3 separate regions of the Mus musculus genome follow, and regions 2 and 3 are each linked to region 1. The links are chromatin contacts, called in public HiChIP or PLAC-seq and promoter capture Hi-C maps. All regions are on one chromosome and are shown on one strand. The core of a region is the stretch at or near the end of the contact, and the rest is flanking DNA. Distances in the headings are between cores, read along the strand shown. Region 1 holds the start of Btbd6 (BTB (POZ) domain containing 6). Region 2 holds the start of Trmt61a (tRNA methyltransferase 61A). Region 3 holds the start of Zfyve21 (zinc finger, FYVE domain containing 21).

Region 1 (4,780 bases), core at 1,342-3,841:
GTGGGCATACAGGTGCACGTGCGCGTTCACAGTTGTTTCTTCTTAGTGCCTGGCACGCTGCTGAGTACCGAAAGTTCAGTCAAAGGTTCATGGAGCTCACAAATGGAGCCAGCAAGAACAACCAAGTCACTTCATCATTCAGTTCATTACCCTGCCATTAGTGCTCTGACAGAAGCCACTGGTTAGGGACAGAGGAGATCTCAGGACTTGTGTAGGAAGAGCCACTTCTGCTCAGGTCTGAGAAGCAGGCAGCTTGGAGAGCACTGGCAATAACAACAGAGGAGGGGCTGGGGTGGCTCAGCCTCTTGGAGAAGCTGGGAGAAGGAATCAATCCGTCTAACTTGTCTTTCCAGACAGCAGGAAGGGAAAGAAATGGAGGTCAGCTGCTGACTGGTCCCCAGCCCTCCTTCCAGGCTAACTGACTTCTACAAAGGGAATCCATGAGACCGACCACATAGACAAGGACCCACTCCAGCTCACACAGACTCAAGAGAAAAACGCTGAGACTCTGCCTTGTGACTGGGAAGATGGGTAGGGAGGACCCTCGGGTTCTGGAATCTGAGGCCAGCCTAGAGAGCACAGATAGACCCCACATCTTACAAAAGCAAAACACTACAGAAGGACTTCGGGGTGGGGTTAAATGAGCAGAGAAGATGGAGGTCCTGAAGCAGCCTACTTTATCTTCTTTAAGTAGTGGAGTCTGTCTGCACATGGGGACAGAGCTGCAGTCATGCAATGCAAGGACACTGGAAACAGAAATGTCTAAACCAAAGGAAGGGAAGAAGATGACGTCTGGGGAAAGGACTAAGGTGGATACACGTCAGCAGACTACATTTACTAAATAGACTTTAAATTCTCTGTCTCACAAAGTAATCCTTTTGCACGGTCTGTGGAAGTTATGAAGATGGCACGTGTATTAAAGAACAAAGAAACCAAGACGGGCCTGATGACTCATGCTTGTAATCCCAGCACCCAGGAGGCAGAGGCACGTGGATCTCTAGGAATTCAAGGCCAGCCTGGTCTACATAGAGAGCTCCAGGACAGTCAGGGCTGCACATCGAGACCCCGTCTCAAAAAAAGCAAACAAATAAAGGGGGCGGGGAGGACACAAGATGTAAGGGCAGTCTCTTCAGCAAACAGGCTGGAAACAAAGTTTACTGTCACATGTAGTACTCTGCCCAAACAGACCAAAGGTGTACACATTAAAAAGATAACAACAACCACCACCAATAGCAAAACCATGGAGAACACAGAGCAATGATTTAACACAAGCAAAAACAGACAAACATAGTAACTTCAGACTGCAAAGAATCAATGCAGCAAAGGAGTCTGTCCAGTCAAGACAACCACAAAAAAGGGAGAAAGCATCTGTCCTAAAGACTGAGCTCAATGCAGTGAAGAAGCAGACTGATTGGAAAGTGGGCAAACGACTCATGGAGGTACTTCTTCCAAGAAGATATACAAATGACCAAGAAACACAGAAAGGTTGACATCAGCAATCAAGATTCCACCTCATATCCACTAGCATAGCCTCTATAAAACCCAGAACATTATAACAAGGTTTACCCAGGATGAGGGAAAAGAGCAGTGCACGCTGTGGAGGACTGATAAATAATACAAGCACGAACAAAGGCCATTGCAAAGTTTGCTCAAACAAGTAACTGTATCTGGACAGTGATGGTGCACTCAGGAGGCAGGCAGGCAGATCTGAGGCTAGCTCCAGGACAGTCAGCGCTACACAGAAAATCCCTGTCTCAAAACCTAAGGGGCGGGGGGAGCACGAAGCACTGGATATGACTCAGTGCTTAAGAGTGGTTATTGCTCTTGCTGAAGAGCCAGCACCCATCTACCCACAGCTCACAGCTCACAACCATCTGTATCTCTAGTCTTAGGAGATCCAACAGCCTCTCCTGGCCTTTGCAAACACCAGGTACAGGCAAAACATCCACATCCATAAAATAAAAATGAGAAATCAAGAGCTACCATTTTATCCAATCATCTCACTTCTGGATAAAGACCCAAAGAATTGCAATTAGGATCTGGAAAGGATAAAATTGCCTCCCTATGGTCAGCACAACTGGGATATAGAGTTGATATATACACGGTTGGATAAACTGGCAAACAAAATGTAACCCATTGGAGTAGTCAACTTAGAAAGGAAGGTCTATGTAGAAAGTTTGAGGTCACCCTGTGGCACATGAGGTCTAGACTCATGACAGAAAAAGAAATTCCGACATAACAGGTGTACTGCCCTTGACTTTGTGCTCTGTTAAAGAAGCTGTACACAAAAAGGGAGATCAAGCCTTGCGTTAGAGACTCATTTCCTCCACGAAGAAAAGCTAGCTGGGTCAGGTGATTTTTCAAAGCCTGAGCTGTTGGAAAAAAAATCTCATTTCTGAGTGATAGAAGGTGCAACCACAACTCGCCCTTAAACCTGGGCACCCGGGCGGAGCTTCAACACCTCCCCCAGGGGCGGGGCCCTGGAACGAGGAGTCGCGTCTTGACGCACAGTGACGAGAGACGCCGGCGCCGCAGCAGTGGGTACGGGCGGGACGGCGCCCCCTGCGGCCGAGCCGCGGGCTCGGTGAGGGGTGTGGGGTGCGGGTGGGTAGCGGGCAGGGCCGGCGTGGCCCCATGCTGCTGCCGCTCGCCTGCCTGCATGGGCGGGTGGCGCAGTGCCTAACCTCCCTGCTGGTGCTCGCAGAGCCGTTTCCCAGGCCCCGTCGCGGCGCGAAGGCGCGCGGCGCAGCACCGACCAGTGCGGAGCCCGCCCCGGCAGTAGCGAAGATGGCCGCGGAACTGTACCCGCCCGCCAGTCCCTCTGCAGCTACTGCCACCGACATCGCCAACAGCAACGCGGCAGGCGCAGCCGAGAGCACGAAGGTCGGGCTTTGCTGCCCGCCCTGCCTGGCACCCGCCCCGCTGCCGCCCTTGCCCGCGCCGCCCTTGCCAGACAACAACAATCCCGAGAGCCCCAACTGGCAGTCCTTCCATCCTACGCTGCGCGAGAGGTGAGCCGCCGCCCGCCCCCGGGCTCTGGAGCCCGGGCGCGCGCCGTTCCAGCCCGTGTGCCTCTGCCCTTTGCAGGAATGCGCTCATGTTCAACAACGAGCTGATGGCTGACGTCCACTTCATCGTGGGGGCTCTGGGGGCTGCCAGGCGTGTGCCCGCCCACAAGGTGGGTAAGGGCGCAGCCCTGTCCCCTGGTGGGCCTGGCTAGGTGCGTCTCCCTGGACCTTGTTTACTGCCCTGTAGCTCAGGTGGTTTTCTTTCATCCACAGTATGTCTTGGCTGTCGGCAGCTCCGTCTTCTATGCCATGTTCTACGGGGATCTTGCGGAAGTGAAGTCAGAAATCCACATTCCCGATGTGGAGCCTGCTGCCTTCTTGGTCTTGCTAAAGTAAGTGCTGTGCGCTGGGTCTGGAAGGATGGGGTGGTTACCTTCCAATGGTCCCCTACCTGTTTGCTACAACCCCAGAGGTTGTGCAGGGGAGCCCTTGCAGCTCCCCAGGAGAGCCCCTGCCTTACGCAGGTACATGTACAGCGATGAGATCGACCTGGAGGCGGACACAGTGCTTGCCACTCTGTATGCTGCTAAGAAGTACATCGTGCCTGCCCTGGCCAAGGCCTGCGTCAACTTTCTGGAAACAAGTCTGGAAGCCAAAAATGCTTGTGTCCTGCTGTCCCAGAGCCGACTGTTTGAGGAGCCTGAACTGACCCAGAGATGCTGGGAAGTCATTGATGCACAAGCTGAAATGGCCCTGAGGTCTGAAGGCTTCTGTGAAATTGACCGGCAGACACTGGAGATCATTGTGACCAGGGAGGCCCTCAATACCAAGGAGGCTGTGGTCTTCGAGGCCGTCCTGAACTGGGCTGAGGCAGAATGTAAGAGACAGGGCCTCCCAGTCACTCCTCACAACAAGAGGCATGTTTTGGGAAGAGCCCTCTACCTGGTCCGAATTCCAACTATGACCTTAGAGGAGTTTGCCAATGGTGCCGCCCAGTCAGACATCCTGACCTTAGAAGAGACCCACAACATCTTCCTTTGGTACACTGCTGCCAAAAAGCCCCTCCTTGACTTCCCCCTGACCAAGAGGAAGGGCCTTGCTCCACAAAGGTGCCACCGCTTCCAGTCTTCTGCCTACCGAAGTAACCAGTGGAGGTACCGTGGACGCTGTGACAGCATCCAGTTTGCAGTGGACAGAAGGGTGTTCATTGCTGGGCTGGGCTTGTATGGGTCCAGCTCTGGGAAGGCTGAGTACAGCGTCAAGATTGAACTCAAGCGGCTAGGGATGGTCCTGGCTCAGAACCTCACCAAGTTTGTTTCAGACGGATCCAGCAACACTTTCCCAGTCTGGTTTGAGCACCCGGTCCAGGTGGAGCAGGACACCTTCTACACTGCCAGTGCTGTCCTGGACGGCAGTGAGCTCAGCTACTTTGGGCAAGAAGGAATGACAGAGGTGCAGTGTGGGAAGGTAGCCTTCCAGTTCCAGTGCTCCTCAGACAGTACCAATGGGACTGGAGTTCAGGGTGGACAGATTCCAGAGCTCATCTTCTATGCCTGAGGCGTAAGGTTGGAGTGGACTTGCCACCAGGCTCTTCCTCCATAGAGTCCACACAGTAAGTGCAGTGGAGGTGCAGGACACTTCCAGCTGCCTTACTGATACCATTCAAGGCTTGGCTTTCTCTATCAGCCAGAGTCTGAAACTTGACTTCTCACAGCCCGTGTCCGCTGACCCTAGACAGCATTCCACAGGTGGAAGGAAGACTTGGGTCCAAG
Region 2 (4,780 bases), core at 1,107-3,606, 1.3 Mb before region 1:
CCCCAGAGCAAGGAAGCAAGATGAGGGTCTTCCAACCTAGCTGTGTTCCTGACTGTGGGCCTGCTGCTCTCCTCGGGAGTCGGTAGTTGGTCTGGCAGCTCCCAGGCGAGAAGCTAGATGACATCACCCCCCAGATTTATGGTCCCATTTCCTTCAAAATCACACCAAGTCATACATTAACCACAAAGAAGGAAGGGGTATCAAAGGAGTCTTTGATAATCATAGACTGAGTTTTTTAATCATAGAGCAGGGTCCAGTCCAGCAGGGCAAATGGAGAACAGATAGGGCCATGGGCTCCAGGTTCGCCAGAGGCTAGCCACAGTCTGTGGCCAAGGTGTATCTCTTCCTCTCTGCTCCCTTGCTCATGGAGGGCAAAGGGGAAGTTGACAGGGGTCAGAAGAGAGGTGAGGGCTGCAGACAGTGCAGCAGGAGGCTGTGCCAGTCAAAGGGGGACTCTTGGCAACTTAGGCCCTGCCAGAGGTGCAGGTGGAGCAGCCTCCCCCAAAGACATCTTCAGCTTCTTTTCCTCTGGGGCTGGCTGCCCCTGTTCTTGCCCAAGAGCGCTATCAGTTCTCTGACTCTAGGCTTTGAACTGGAATCCCTCAGGCCAGGGTGGAGCACACCTTTAAGCACAGTATTTGTTAGGCAGAGCAGGCAGATCTCTTGGGTCTGAGACCAGCCTGATCTACATAGTGAGTTCCAGGCAGCCAAGGCTATATAGGGAGGCTGTCTGAAAGACAAAATATAGCCCTGCATGAACCATGTTGTCGGTATGATGTTACACAAATTAGCTTTCTGTTCCCCATCTGTAAAGTGGTCATAAAATTGTAAGGAAGAGGATTCAATGACATGAGAGTGAACTGGCCACATGAAGCATCTGTTCTTATTAGAACTCAGTGCATAAACTGCGCTGGGAAATCTCCCCACCCTCACCTCACCAGCTAGGGTCTTAAGCTGCTGGTTCTGCTTGAAGACTCCAGGCTGAGGCTGGGCATAACAGATGACTAGTTCTGAGAAGATGGACTGTAGAAGAGGTACACAGGAAGAACTGAGAAGCCAGCAGTGGGCAAGTGGAACCAAGCCCCCCCCCCCCCCCCCGTTGAACTCATAGGTTGGGTGGGGATGTAATCAGGCCTGGTCTCCATGCCACCGAGAAGCTGAGGAAGAGGAACCTCCCAGGAGAAGTGAAAAGTCTAACTCTCCAGAGGGGCAATTAGGATGTGTATTGGGCTGTGCACCACCAAGGGAATGAAGTACCCTGTTAGAACAGGGGTTGTGGGGGCAGGGAGGATGGGATAAGGAGTTTCTGAAGGGAAGTCCTGGAAAGGGGAAAACATTTGAAATGTAAATAAATTATTCAATAAAGACGAAAAAAAGAAAGAAAAGGGTTGTGGGGCTGTGGATATGGCTGGGATGTCTCAGCTGAAGACATGGGCGACCAAGAAAAACCCTCACTGTCTGTCCTTCCAGGGCTATCATACTAAGGTCAATCAGGGCAGAAATTTGAGGAGGTCTGAAGTCAGGCACCTGAGTTTCTAGGGCAAGGACATCACAGGTTGGCCTAGCCTGGCCCCAGAGGATCCCTATAGGCTGGCGGGATTCTAGAAAAGGCAGGCTGGGTCAAAGTCTCTTCATGGAGAGTGCAGCCTTAAGCTGGTCACTGCTGCTGGTTCTGCATAGCTAACGTTTCCTTCTCTTCTTTTCTACCAGCTGAGGTGTGCAGGAAGGCTCTCCACTCTCTCTGCCCCATGCCTGCCTACTCCCCTCTCCACTGCACACCCGGAGGAAGAATCTTCCTTCACTTCATAGGCTCTCAAGATGCCAGGGATCCTGGAAAGGGACGCTTTGTGCCCTCCCCCTCAGGCAGGACCTGGCCTAGGGCCACTTTTGCAGAATACTCCAGACTAACTCTACTCCTTTTACTCGGCCCAGCCCTAGCCAAAGTCTTTGAGCTAACCCTCATCCCTTTGCCTGCGTTTCCACTTTATGGCATTTATTCTGGAGCCCAGACAGGGTGTTTCAGAGCTGTTTGCAATGACAAAAATGTCCTGGTGGGCCATAGTAGGGAGGTCCTGGGGTTACATAGTTGTCAAAGTGCTCTTTAGGGTCATGCGTATCCCGCGGGCAGACACTTCGTGCACCGGGCAGCCCTAAAAGGCCGCGCGCGGACAGGCCGCGGGCGAGCAGGGGACTTTTATTTCGCACAGCGCTCGGATCTCTTAGGCAACGTGCAAGCCTGCACAGAAGAACACAGCCGAAGAGACGCCAGCCAGAAAAGGTCCTCTGGGAGCACGCAAAGGACAGCGCGGCGACTCCCAGAGAGCCCTGCGTTGGTTTGACGTCATCAAAAAGCACCGGAAGTGCTACGGCCGCCGTGGAGCCACGTGTGGAGCCGGGAGCCGGTTTATGCTGCGTGAGTTTCCGAGCTGGGAGCGGCGCTCCGGGCTTGCTGGCAGGTCCCGTGCTGTTCGGCGGGAGGCCAGCCTTCCCTGCCGTCGGGAGCCCTCCGTGGAGACTCTGGGCAAGGGGCTACGGGGATTCCGGGCTCGGAGGTGGCTTCTCTCCCCTGCTGTGCACGCTATCAGAGGCTGCCGCCTTCACACTAGGGGATTCTGGTTCTTCATGTGTGGGAATCCTTGGGCTCCTGTCGCTGTGCACTCTCTTGTGTACTCCGAGAATAGAGACCTCCAGAAGGGCTCCATATGTTAGGCTAGAGTGCAGCTCTGTTGGGTTGGCTAAGCAAGTCCGCTAACCCTGCTCAGAACCCAGGCCCCACAGACCTCTCTGTCCAGACCACAGATCTTCATCCTGCCTCCTGGTCCTCTGACCTCACGTCCACACACCACTTCTCCAGGTCCCTGACCCTTGGCAAACGTTAACACCATGAGTTTCGTGGCATACGAGGAGCTGATCAAGGAAGGCGACACAGCCATCCTGTCACTGGGGCACGGCTCGATGGTAGCAGTGCGTGTGCAGCGTGGGGCACAGACCCAGACCCGGCATGGCGTCCTGAGGCACTCGGTGGACCTCATTGGCCGCCCATTTGGCTCCAAGGTGATTTGCAGCAGAGGCGGCTGGGTGTATGTGCTGCACCCCACTCCTGAGCTCTGGACAGTGAACCTGCCCCACCGCACGCAGATCCTCTACTCCACCGACATTGCCTTGATCACCATGATGCTGGAGCTGCGTCCCGGTTCTGTGGTCTGTGAATCAGGTGAGCTCCTCTGGTATGAGCTCAGATAAGACGGTTTGCAGCCGATCCTTCCTGCAGTTGTGCGCTGAACTACTTGGTTCTTCTAGCTTTTATTTAGCAACTCCGCTTGCAAGGGAGGGTGTGGCTGCAGGGAGTGAAGCCAGAAGCAGTACTAGCTGCTGTCATCGAAATGGCAGCTGATGGGAGCTAACCTGGGTTGGAGAAGAAAGAGGAGGAGGTGCCCTATGAGGTCGGAGCTGGGATTGCTTGATGCTGGCCAAGGTGCTGACTGCTTTTTTTCTAGGCCAGCTGCCCCTTCCTGGAGGGAGGCTGGATACTCCAGAGCTCATTGCAGAGAGAAGTCTGTCCCACACTTACAGCCAGGCCCTTCCCTAGTTCCATCGAAGATTAGCACTGTCACTGATACGAGGCCAGGTGGTAGCTAGAAGGGTCTGAGCTAGCTGTCTCTCACATGCCCACCCTTAGGTACTGAGGCCACTGGATGCAGCAATCTAGGCATACACCTCTGCCAAGAATGACCCCGGGGATCAGATGGCTAGATCCTTGGTGGTGTGTTTCTTGTGGGCTAAGAGGCTGAGGTCCAGAGTCACAAGAGTTCCCATTCTCCCGGTTGTTGCTGGCTTTCTATTCTTTCCCTCTGAAGCGAGAGAGCGGATAGCAGGTCAGCTCTGACAGCTCTCCTTTTGTACCTTGCATTAGGGGATATGCTATCCTGTCTCAGGCCTTTGCCCTGTTTCGGGCAACACAATCCTGTGCTCCCATGTGGTACCCGGTCCCTTCTCCGCCCTCTGAAAGACAGGACAGGCAGGAGGTTGGAACCAGTGCTTTGGTGAGGAACCTTGCTGGAAGTGGTCACCAAGCCTGGGTACTTGGAGCTGTGGAGGGAGCAGCTATAAGGATGAGTAGAAGAAGCCAGGCAGTGGTGGTGCAAACCTTTAATCCCAGCACTTGAGAGGCAGAGACAGGCGGATTTCCTGGTCTACAGAGTGAGTTCCAGGACAGCCAGGGCTACACAGAGAGACCCTGTCTCGAAAAACCAAAAAAAAAAAAAAAAAAAAAAAGAAAAGAAAAGAAAAAAAGAAGAAGGATGAGTGGTGACAGAGCTAGCCCTGGTCCTGGAGTCCATGACGTCAGGTGAGGAGGGGTAGCCCTCCCTCTAAGGAAGAGCTGAGCTGAGGTTTGCTTTTTTTCTTTTTCAAGTCAGGGTTTGTCTGTGTAGCCCTGGCTGTCCTGGAACTCACTCTGTAGATCAGGCTGGCCTCGAACTCAGAGATCCACCTGCCTTTACCTCACCTCCCAAGTGCTGGGATTAAAGGCGTGCGCCACCCCTGCCTGGAAAGTCTGTTTTTGACAGACTGATGACATTGTGAGAAGGGTGGTGCAGTTGGCTTTCTATTATGGAGATGGATTTAGCAGAGCTGGTGTTGTGGAGAGGATTGAGTCAAGGAGCTAATGGGGGAAGTAAGATAGACAACTGAGGCAAGACCCATGGGCTCACTGCAGTGTAGACGGGATTAGGTCCCAGGATAGTGTAGGCCCAGCATTAGCTCTGCCCAGACTCACCCT
Region 3 (4,780 bases), core at 1,150-3,649, 1.2 Mb before region 1:
GAGACCCTGTTGCAATTAAAAAGAAAGAAAAATGAAAAAGAAAAAAATAATACATTGCAGATATATCAAACTAGTTCACACAGTGGCAGAAAGAGCTGCCAGGAACATGCGGGCTGAGCAGCTCGCCCTCTGCAGCCACAGCCCTCTGGGAACTCAGGTGCCAAAGGTGCCCCTTGCGAGACCAACCAACCCCGCTTTGAAAAGGAGAGAAGCCGCTAGGCGTGGGTGGTGCAGAGAGTGCAGCTTGTTTTGCCCACAGTGCCTGTGTGCCCTGCTCACCACACACATACCCCTCTTAACCGCAGCAGTAATTCGGGGGTTTAGGTCCAGCTGATCCAAGTCCATTCCTAAGTGGTCTCAGCAGGGGCATGCAGAGCTGACGGTGACAGCACACAGCAGAGCTGACAGGCACACAGCGACGGATGGTGACACACACCAACTCAGACTTCCTGTGGGAAGGTGACACACAGGGCGGTCCGAAGCCAAAGTGTGGTTAGGTGTCCCACTGAGCGCCGAGGACAGGTGTCTCCCGGTCCATGAGAGCTAAGGATGGTGCTCCTGCGTGCACCGTCAACCCTGAGGAGGACTAGGCAGTCTGGAAGCCTAGGTTCACTCCAGATGTTGGCACAGAACTAATTCAGCCGTAGTCAACATCCTGAAGGTGTCAGTGCGGGGGGGTGGGGGTGTGGGGGTGGGGGGGGTGGGACAAGGTAGCTGCCCCTTGCTGCTCCCCTTCAACTTCCTGGGGCATAGAGGGGTCTTGCTCAGCATTCCCCAGCTTTTTGTGAGTTTGGGATTTTGAAGGATGGTGGGAGAAATTGAACCTGGTCAGAGAACAACAGAAGAGGCAGCTCCACCGTACCAGAAAGCACAGAGAAAGTCTCCCGAAAGGGGCCCGGAGGGGACAGCACCAGGCCAGTGTGAGGAAAGGCGTGTCCTACAGTACACTGCAATGGGTTCAAATGACAGTGCCAAGAGGCACTAAGGATGGGGTGGAGTGGCTCAGGAGCCAAGTTTGAGGAGGCCGAGGACGTGAGATCTGGTGCTGGGCAGGTTTGGTGGGCTGCCAGTAATCCCAGGGCTCAGAAGGCAGAGACAAGTTCCTCAGAGCAGGCCGACAGGCTGAATCTGTGGACTTTGGGTTCGTAGGGCAAGTGATGGAGGAATATATGTCAGACATCTGCCTTCCACACACGCACACACATCAGTACGGATGCAAACGGACATACACGTATGTACATACAACACACACACATACACCACACCACACAGGGCAGGAGGGAAGGGAGAACATGCTTTCAGACACAAAGCTCTGGCACCAGAACTCAAAGGTCCCCCAAGCCATCGCTACAGCGTCCAGTGGTGAACCAGAGCAATCACAGGGCTTGGTGGAGACTGGACAGAGGACATAGTCAGGGGCGGGTTCTATCTGTGCACCCGCAAATGCCAAGGCCTTGAGGCAGCTAACCTTGCTTTACAAAGTGCCACTGAGCAACTTCTACTTCAACACTGAGAACCTGTGTCTCAGACAAAAGCACAGAGCTCCATGCTCCACTTGGCCGCCTGCCTTCCGGAGAAGTAGGGTTACACCAGCTCATCCCTCCAACTGGGCTAGAGTGTGTCCAATTGTGTCAGAGAGAGAGCAAAGCTCCTGGGTAGCTGATTTGGCCAATTACCCAAAGAAGCTAGAGGGTGAGGCGCGCGCGGTGGCTCACACCTGTATCAGTGCGAGGAAGGCTGAGGCAGGACTGCTGAATCCAAGGCCAGCCTAGGCTACACGCACAATGTGACTCGTCCTTACGAACACCACAAGAAAAACAAAAGTCACAGATCAAATCTGCAGCGAGTGGTCACGCTGTGGCTGGCCTGGGACTCTAGTGCGGAAAGCAGGTCCCGCGCTCAGTTCGATTCCTTCAAACCCCGCTACGGGCTTGAAGGGGTGCCCCGCTGGGGAAGCTCGTTCTTGAGTCCCGACCTGGGGCGCTCGAAACCCACAGTGTCCTCTGTCCTCTCCCGCCACCCCATGTTCGGCCACTCGCGATCAGCTAACTCACCTCCCGGATCAGCGACCCCGCAAGTCTCCCGCGCGCTCCGCCCGCTCCTGAAGCCCCGCCCATCTCAATCTTCTCTTCCAATGAGAGGCCAGAGTCCGAGTCTGCTCCACCCAGAAGAAACGAAGAGGCGCCTACGTGGCTGACTAATTGGCCAATCCGAAGTCACACTCTCCCTAGAGGGGCGAGGGTGCCCCTCCGGTCTTCACCGCCGATTGGTGGCCAGCCGTAGGGGCGGGATCCTTGCACGGATTGGAGAAGGGCGACTCTGGGGCGGATACTACTCTCCGATTGGTTCATATTACGAGCTCTGGCTGCGGATTGGGCTTCGGAGCTGTCATCGTGTCTGCGGGCGGGGCGGGGTGGCGCCTTGTGTGGGCTCAGCGCGGGCGGTGGCGTGAGGGGCTCAGGCGGAGACATGTCCTCGGGGGTGGCCGCGCGTCGCGACGCCAAGAAGCTTGTGCGCTCGCCAAGTGGCCTGCGCATGGTGCCGGAGCACCGCGCCTTCGGAAGCCCTTTCGGCTTGGAGGAGCCGCAGTGGGTTCCGGACAAGGAGGTGCGTCCTAGCCCCCGGGTCCCCAACCCGAGCCGGGGCGTCTCCCGCCTCCGTCCTAGGGACGCTCGGCCGCGGCTCCCCTCCGGGCGTTCCCGCTGTCCCTTCTGCGCTGTGGGGCGTTTTCCATTCCTTGGCGGTCATTGGCTGCGCGGTGCGGAGCCCCGGGGAGGCCCGAGGGGGAGCGGTGGAGCGGCTCACCCGTGAGCCGTGCGCGAGTTTGGGGCTGGAGTGTGTCCGTGGGGCGAGGGTGAGGGAGTCCGCCTCCACCTGCCCACGGAGGAACGGTGCCAAAGGGTTTGCAATCTTCGAAGTTCTAAACTCTGCAAAGCTTGGCCACTTGGGAGAAAATAGGAGCAATTCACGCATTCCATGCGATTTTATTTCAAAGCAAATTAAATATCTTTAAAAGACACCAACGAAAGTACTGGCGACTTTGATAAACTTTGAAACAACTTTTCTTCATTTATTCATGTGTGTATGTGCCTTTGTCCCCAATGTCACAGCGCTGGTGTGTAGATCAGAGGATAATTTGTAGAAGAGAGTTTTCTTAAACCATCTGGGTCCCAGGGACGGAATTCAGGTCTCAGGTGTGGCGGCACGTGCCTTTACTTGGTGAGCTATCTTAATGGCTCGTGTAAATTCATCCATGTTTCTGTTTCTCTCCCTCCTTCCCTTTCTCCCTCTCCTTCCCTTCCTCCCCTCTCCCCCTCCCACCTCCCCGTCCTTGGCCTAGCACTCATAAGATCTGCCTTCAGAGTGCTAGGCATGCACTACCACACGCCTCTACCACACACTGTTGCTATGTTGTCCTCGAACTCCTCCTCCCTCAGCCTCTTGAGTTAAAGATGTGCTTCACCACACCTGGCCTCCTCCCAAATTTTTTAAGTTAGAGTCCCTGCTTGGAATTCTAATCAGCTGCTCTTCTTTCCCCTTGAGAGCTCATCCACAGGTGGCCGAGGCCAGCGGCTTCTTAGAGTGAGGTCCAGTGTTCTTGAAACAGGGACTGGAGAGCCACCCGTGCGTGCAGCCAGAAGGTTGTAGCCTGGCTGCTGTTGCTCTGCACCCCACCCCACCCCCCAAACTCTGAAGTTCCTGAGAGCCCTGAAGGAGAAGGTTCATCTTGTACTCAGAGCCCCTGGCTATACCAGGTGTGTCACTGAGCCGTCCCTGCCCTCCTGGTTGTGCCCTCAGTTTTGCACTTTACCTTTGTACTTAGGCATCTGAGCACATAGTTCCTCTTGGGTGCAAAGATAACTGAGCACAACCCTCGAGTGCACTTAGCGTCCCTGAAGTGGGTGTGGGCTTAGGAATGGGCCAGCGTGATCATTCGTGGTGTAGGTAGGTGTCTGAGTTCAGGGTAGTGAGTTCCAGGCCAGCCAGGGCTATACAGTGGGACCCTGTCTTAAAAAGACAAAAAAAAAGGGTGTGTGTGTGTGTGTGTGTGTGTGTGTGTATGTTGGAATACAACCTGGACTCCAGCCCCTGGACGGAGTGGGTGTTGGGGAGGTGGCTCAGCGGAATAAATTGCTTGTGAATGAGTCTAGAACTGGTCAGACATAACTGTTTCCAGGAAAGGCCAATAATGCCTAGATTGGAATAAGGGGCACATTTGGGGCGGGTGGAGGAGGCCAGTGGGGTGGGAAGCCGAGTGGGAAAAGTGTTCACTGGCTCTAGGCCGGGGCTCTAGAGGAGCTATCTCAACATTCCTCCTGCTCTACAGGGGGTCCTTTAAGGTAGATGTTTCCCCCGATTGACACCTGATGAAATCTTTATGTAAAACTTTAAAATTTACAGTGTTTGTGGTACATCCCCATAAGTCTGGATAGCTTGACAGAACTCCATGTCTGTGCCAAGCAGGGAGGAGAGGTTGCTCTGACTGGAGTGCCGAGGAGAAGGGCGCCGACTCTGTGAGTGTCTCAGGCTTGGCTTTGCAGGGGTGACCATGACTGAGAGATGCTTGGACAAGCATAGGTGGCAAACTCCCACTGTAGGGAGGGTGGAGCCCAGGGCCTGATGGGGGGGGGGGCACTCTCCAGTCCAGTCAGGATTCAGGCCTCAGCTCCCCTTGCAGCCTGAGAACCCCGTTCAGCAAGTGCTTTATGGGGAAAAGAATGGGGTTTTGCAGCGCCTGCCAAGCCCGGCCTGGTGCTGAACCCCAGAGTTGGGGTGCTGC

Evidence for each region. Promoter capture Hi-C pulls out the DNA fragments that hold promoters and counts their contacts. HiChIP or PLAC-seq counts read pairs in DNA pulled down with a chosen protein or histone mark.
Region 2: a contact with region 1 is called in an HNF4G HiChIP or PLAC-seq map of pancreatic cancer cells. The contact joins the promoter of Trmt61a here to the promoter of Btbd6 in region 1. A contact is called at or near these places in 1 of 39 promoter capture datasets (pre-B cells) and 1 of 115 datasets of contacts at active chromatin or transcription factors (pancreatic cancer cells).
Region 3: a contact with region 1 is called in a promoter capture Hi-C map of cranial neural crest. The contact joins the promoter of Zfyve21 here to the promoter of Btbd6 in region 1. A contact is called at or near these places in 1 of 39 promoter capture datasets (cranial neural crest) and 1 of 115 datasets of contacts at active chromatin or transcription factors (microglia).

The regions. Positions count from the first base shown.
Region 1 is chr12:112,973,972-112,978,751 of GRCm38.p6, forward strand. Btbd6 (BTB (POZ) domain containing 6) reads left to right here and starts at 2,592. Exons shown (of 4, transcript NM_201646.2): 1 at 2,592-3,011; 2 at 3,088-3,178; 3 at 3,282-3,400; 4 at 3,533-4,780. The coding sequence starts at 2,635. The coding sequence ends at 4,565. All of the region lies in intron 5 of Brf1 (BRF1, RNA polymerase III transcription initiation factor 90 kDa subunit), which reads right to left.
Region 2 is chr12:111,675,749-111,680,528 of GRCm38.p6, forward strand. It overlaps Trmt61a (tRNA methyltransferase 61A), which reads left to right and starts at 2,357. Exons shown (of 4, transcript NM_001099793.1): 1 at 2,357-2,413; 2 at 2,855-3,214. The coding sequence starts at 2,884.
Region 3 is chr12:111,811,771-111,816,550 of GRCm38.p6, forward strand. Zfyve21 (zinc finger, FYVE domain containing 21) reads left to right here and starts at 2,400. Exons shown (of 7, transcript NM_026752.4): 1 at 2,400-2,607. The coding sequence starts at 2,470. Xrcc3 (X-ray repair complementing defective repair in Chinese hamster cells 3) reads right to left here and starts at 2,109. Exons shown (of 8, transcript NM_028875.3): 1 at 2,055-2,109; 2 at 291-449. The coding sequence starts at 345.